Linked DNA regions of Sorghum bicolor: region 2 is linked to region 1. Evidence: chromatin contacts called from public HiCAR-type data. All regions are on one chromosome and are shown on one strand. Each heading gives the region's core, a stretch centred on a gene start, on an enhancer-like site or on the middle of the called end of the contact. The rest is flanking DNA. Distances are from core to core; before and after follow the strand shown.

What was found. HiCAR-type assays count read pairs that join an accessible place to other places.
Region 2: a HiCAR-type map of leaf shows a contact between it and region 1, with 5 times the contacts expected there. The contact joins the promoter of LOC8054859 here to the promoter of LOC8059017 in region 1. A contact is called at or near these places in 2 of 4 Hi-C or Micro-C datasets (leaf and leaf mesophyll) and 1 of 1 datasets of contacts at active chromatin or transcription factors (leaf).

Annotation. Positions count from the first base shown.
Region 1 is chr2:65,118,956-65,121,655 of Sorghum_bicolor_NCBIv3, reverse strand. It overlaps LOC8059017, which reads left to right and starts at 1,362. Exons shown (of 2, transcript XM_021452487.1): 1 at 1,362-2,700. The coding sequence starts at 1,647.
Region 2 is chr2:65,175,998-65,178,697 of Sorghum_bicolor_NCBIv3, reverse strand. LOC8054859 (nucleolin) reads left to right here and starts at 1,409. Exons shown (of 2, transcript XM_002462636.2): 1 at 1,409-2,700. The coding sequence starts at 1,503. LOC8054860 (DNA polymerase delta subunit 4) reads left to right here. Exons shown (of 3, transcript XM_002462637.2): 3 at 113-592. The coding sequence ends at 333.

The DNA of each region.
Region 1 (2,700 bases), core at 113-2,612:
CTCCATACATACGTCGTAAGATTTGATATGACAGAAAATTTCAATTTTTTTGTAAATTTTTTTGAGAACTAAACAAAGACCCATCCGCTAGTTTTGCTCGTTCCCGCGAGGTCGGGCGAATTCATTCTTGTACTCGAGATGTGGTGATCGGTATCGTGACACCCACCTAGAACGGGTAGGCGGGCGTCCATCTGATCTGATTCTTCCAGCGCCAGGCACCCGACGAGACGACCCAACCCAACCCCGGCAAATCAGCGGTCCGGCCGCTTCATTGATCCGCTGCCCATCGGCCGCCCAGACGGGCGACCGACCACTCTAGCTCGCCGTGCTTGCAGGTGCGCGCGCGAACTTCACCTGACAGCTCCGTTGCACCAGCCGAAGCAGCGACTACTACTCATGATGAGTACTGACTGGATCGTCAACACCTGCAACGATTTCTGCGTCGCTCATCGCACCTGAAAGCGACAGATTTGACCGCTAGAGGCCGCGCTTGAGCCGTGCCGGTGGATTGGAAATGGCCGTGGCGTCGCGGTCGCGGTCGCGGTTGTTGAGAATCTAAGGCAGGTTGAGGCCTTGTTTAGATACACCTAAAAATCCAAAGCTTTACAAGATTCTCCATCACATCGAATCTTGCGGCCGCGACCCATGGGACACTTTCTTTGTCCGTCTAGAAAACAGGCGTGTTGGAAGGTTTTGCCTGCCTGTGCTCACGAGTGTAATTTTGTGTGCCCGGCTCTTCAAGGGAATATGGACGGTGGCCTGTGTGTGAGGGGTGAGACTTGGTCGGAAATGTACCGCGGATCGATTTCAAAGACGAGACCTGGACTGAACACCCGCACCAGCTGATCGTTTTCATCGATTTTTCATGTCCAAACTTCAGAGTTCAGAGTTGGGTAGCTAGCTGGGTACTACCGTCCACAAGACTGGAGAGTGGAGACCAGCTTCACTCGGTCAAAAGTCAGAACACACAGCTCCCAGAAGGCCAGAGCAAGCATCACACAGTATTCCCTGTCGCGTGGTTGAGGAACATGCTCCACATGTCCGTGGCAGGGACGACGCCGCACGCACTGCACTGACATGTGAAGATCTTGCCTGCATCACATACCTCTGACGCTCGCTTTTCATGTAGGAGTACTTTGCACACGTGAGAATTCCCCGTGCTTCCTGATATACCTAAACCCCTGTTATTATTTCTTCCAAAGTCCTGCTCCTAACTGCCATCAGATTCGCCACCCAAAACGCACCAACCGGAACAATCACCCCTCACCAACATCTCAATTTTTCTCTTTTCCAATCTTATCTCTTAACATGAAAAAAGGTCTCTATTCTCTAGGAATCTAAAAAAAGATCATATTTTTTATACGATGGTTTCCTCTTTTTTTTAATACTATCTTCGCTCCAACCAAGGAGGGGGAATATGAATATATCAAACTAAACGAGCTAACAACCGGTGCTAGCTACAGCTCTCCCTACCTATAAATATAACGCAGAATCCAAAAGCCTAATCCTTGGATAAAAATCTAGCTAAACCAAGGAATAAAGGAGAGCGATAAGGTAAGGTGTCTCTGCCTGTCAAGACTCGAGAAGACAGCCGCAAAACGGAGACAAAGGAGACTCTTTGTGGCGTGACCCCTGAGTCCGTGACCATGAAGCCACGTCCACCGGCGCCGGGGCCGTCGTCTGCTTCCGCCGCGCCGGCCAGGCTCCGGCCGCACCTCGCGCGGCTCGCCTCCTTCCTGATCGTCTTCGCCGTGGGCTACTCGCTGGGCCTCCTGTCGTCGTCCACCCGGCCGTCCCCAAGACCGTCCCAGACGACGATCATACGGCCGCACGCCGCGCACCTCACCGACGCCTCCCCGGCGGCGGCGTCGAACGGAACCGCCGGCGCGGCGGCCGTGTCGAGCTCGAGCTCGAGCTCGAGCTACCCGCCGCGGTCGCCTCCGCACGACCTGTTCCGGTTCAAGGAGGAGTGCGGGGAGCCGGTGCCGAGCGACGCCGTCGTGCGGACTCTGCTCGACAAGCTCTTCGACGGCGAGAGCCCCTACGCGGGGTTCCCTCCAAACCACACGGCGGCTCTGCTGCACCCGGCGGCGGCGCGCCCGCGCGGGTGGGGGTCTACGGGGGCCGTGTTCAAGGAGCTCATCGAGGCGGTGCGGCCGGAGGTGATCGTGGAGCTGGGCGCGTTCCTGGGCGCGTCGGCGCTGCACATGGCGGCCGTGTCCAGGAACCTGTCCCTGTCCCCGGCCATCCTCTGCGTCGACGACTTCCGCGGGTGGCCGGCGTTCCGGGACCGGTTCCGCCGCGACGTGCCCCCGCAGCGGCACGGGGACGCGCTGCTGCTGCCGCAGTTCATGTCCAACGTCGTGGCGGCGGCCGCGGCCGACGACGACGACGACGACGCCGTCACCAGGCCGCGCGTGCTGCCGCTGCCCTTCTCGACGGCGTCCGCGCTGCGCGCGCTGTGCGAGTGGGGCGTGTACGCGGACCTCATCGAGGTGGACGCCGGGCACGACTTCCACTCGGCGTGGGCGGACATCAACCTGGCGTGGGCCGTGCTCCGCCCCGGCGGCGTCATGTTCGGCCACGACTACTTCACGTCCGCCGACGACCGCGGCGTGCGCCGCGCCGTCACGCTGTTCGCCAGGGTCAAGGGGCTCACCGTCCGGCCGCACGGCCAGCACTGGGTGCTCTCCCCGAAGC
Region 2 (2,700 bases), core at 160-2,659, 57 kb before region 1:
TGTGGGGAAGTGTAGAAGTTCTTTTTTAATTATACTCATATATCAGTGCTATCTCAAGCTCTTTTTCCATTTTGATACCCTAAGCCTGTTGCTCGTGGTAATATTTCTGCAGATGATTTTGGTGATCAAGAAGAGCAGCTGCGTCAGTTTGACATGGACATGAAATTTGGCCCATGCATTGGTGTTACTCGGCTTCAGCGCTGGGAGCGAGCCTCAGCCATGGGCCTCCATCCACCAGCTCATCTCCGGGACCTCTTACTGCATGCGCCATCAACAAAGAATCGCAGTGACGGTAGTCCCTCTGTTGAGTGCCTTTGGGAGGGTAATGTCTAGAAGAAATACCTAATATGATAAGCACTCAGCTCGCCTTTTTCATAGTAACTGGTTCCATCTTCTCCTATCAACCTAAATCCCCCGCCACACTAAACATCGACCCCCAGATCACTTCTCTCTACTTCAAGCAGTTAACTGAAGGCACCTGCACATGCAACCTCTTGTTGCTGTATGTTGGCACATGTTTGTTTCTCTTGCACATGTTTGGTAATAACAGTATACATAGATAGCTACATGTCCGTATGATGGCACTTCTTGCTGAGGTCTCTTATATCGAGATCCTGTTGCGTTATGCCTATCTGAGCGCGTCATGCACGCGCATGAAACATTTTCCTGTCAGGTGCCATCGCATTGTGATCGAATGTTTGGGGTGCTGCAACTTCACACTCGCAAACGAAGAACTACCCATGACCATGATGGAGGCATGGAAAAATGGCCCAAGACTCCAAGAGACATGGATATTGGCGATCCGTCAGATTGAGAACAGCATTACTGTCGGGAGAGTTTCATAATACCATTGTGAGCTGGGCATTCTATATCTATATCTAGGCAAAATTTCAGGCTATTCTTTTTGTCCATGGTCCCCTAACTAAACCGGACATAATGCAGAGTTTCTTCTACCAAGACTTATATGACCCATGCTCATAGGAGATTAATATATCGCGTCTAGCAATGATCAATATAGAAGAGTCCGATTACAATACGTATTAGATCGTGTCCTACGTTTCTCATATATATCCAAACCAGGTGGGTGCCCTCCATCTGTATTGATACATACATGGTCTGTACAACTCAAATCAAATACATTAACAAATGGAATTTCTATCGAATATAAAGACACGTACATGATCTGGACAACTAAAATATATAGGTACATGGTCAGGTTTTGTATGAAATTCTATCAAGAACTCCAAACCTATCTCCAATCCAAAACCAAATAAAACAACTTGATCCATATATTGTGCAGCCGCGAACCCACAATGGATCATGGTGGAGGCGTTCGTCCAGCCCAGCAAAAAGACGGGCCTGTTCCTCCAGGCCCAACTCGCTGCCCTTCTTGTTAACCCCAAAGGCGAGAAAAACTTTGTCGCTATCGAGACTCGAGAGCGTTCAGCCGACACCGTCCGTTTCGCTCCCCCCCAAACCCCAACGGTTCTGCGCCGCCGGCGATGGACGCCGCGGGGGTCGCAGCGAAGTTCCGGGCCCTCGATGCCGAGCTCGCCGCCAAGTCCTCTCGCGTCGCGGAACTGGAGGCCAGGGTCTCGTTCCTCGAAGCCGAGAACGCGCGATGGAGAAAGGCGCTGGCGTGTCTTGCTGCAGGCGACGAGGATCCGAAATCTGGCCGGTTGGCGGGGTTTCTTCTACGCGGGAGCAAGCGCGAGTCAGCCGAGAAGCCGGGCGGGAGTGTGGCGTGCGATGTAATTGAGGTCAGTGACGACGAAGAAGAGGGGGTTAGGGTTACTGTTGATGCCAGCAGCAAGGGGAGAAGCCCGGAGGAGGAGGGCGTCGTTGCCGACCCGACTCCTCGGAAGCGCGCGGTGCGGGCGGTGGCCGGAGAGAGCGAGGATGAAGACGTCGCAGAGGGAGGCGGTGGAAGCAGCAGGGGAAACAGTGTGGGTGTGGGTTTGGAGGACGACGATGTCTTGGTGTCGCCACGGGGTAGGAAGCGTGCGGCGGCGCGGCTGGTCACCAGTGATAGCGAGGATGAGGATGCAAATGACGGTAAGCATGGTGTTGATGATCCGGGGGAAGGTGGTAAGCCCAGCAAGAAGCGTCGATTTTGCGGAATCTGTGACAGTGACGATGAGGATGCCACTGAGGGTGTTGATGTGGTTACTTCGAAGGCTGCTTCACCGGCGCAGATTGAGAGTGGGGAGGATGAGGATGATATGATTCCCATTTGTCAGGTGCTGAAGAAGATGAGGAAAGAGATGGCCAACCATGATGACGACGAGGACGATGAATTAGGTGAAGTAAAAGGGTGTTCTACTCCCCCAACAAGACGCTCGGCTCGGTTGGTTAAAAATCAGTCTAAAGGGGGACGAGCTACACGCCGGGTTCTCAACTTTGTTGAACCCAAGGAATGTGAAGGGAGTGAAGATGATATAGAAGAGGATGATGATATGGAGGATTTCATAAATGATGAGGATTCTTCAGAAAATGCTTTTGAATCTGCTGAAGAATCCTGCGACGAACCGCAAGTGTCTGGTACATCTGTTCTGATTGAAGAATCCTCTACAGGATCAGAAGAGTCTGACAGTGTGGTAGACTATGCAGATGTTATAGCTTGCATAGGCCGTAAAAACAAAGATAAAGACTGGAAATTTGAGGGAGATATGCTAGCAGCATTCGATGAACATCCCGAGC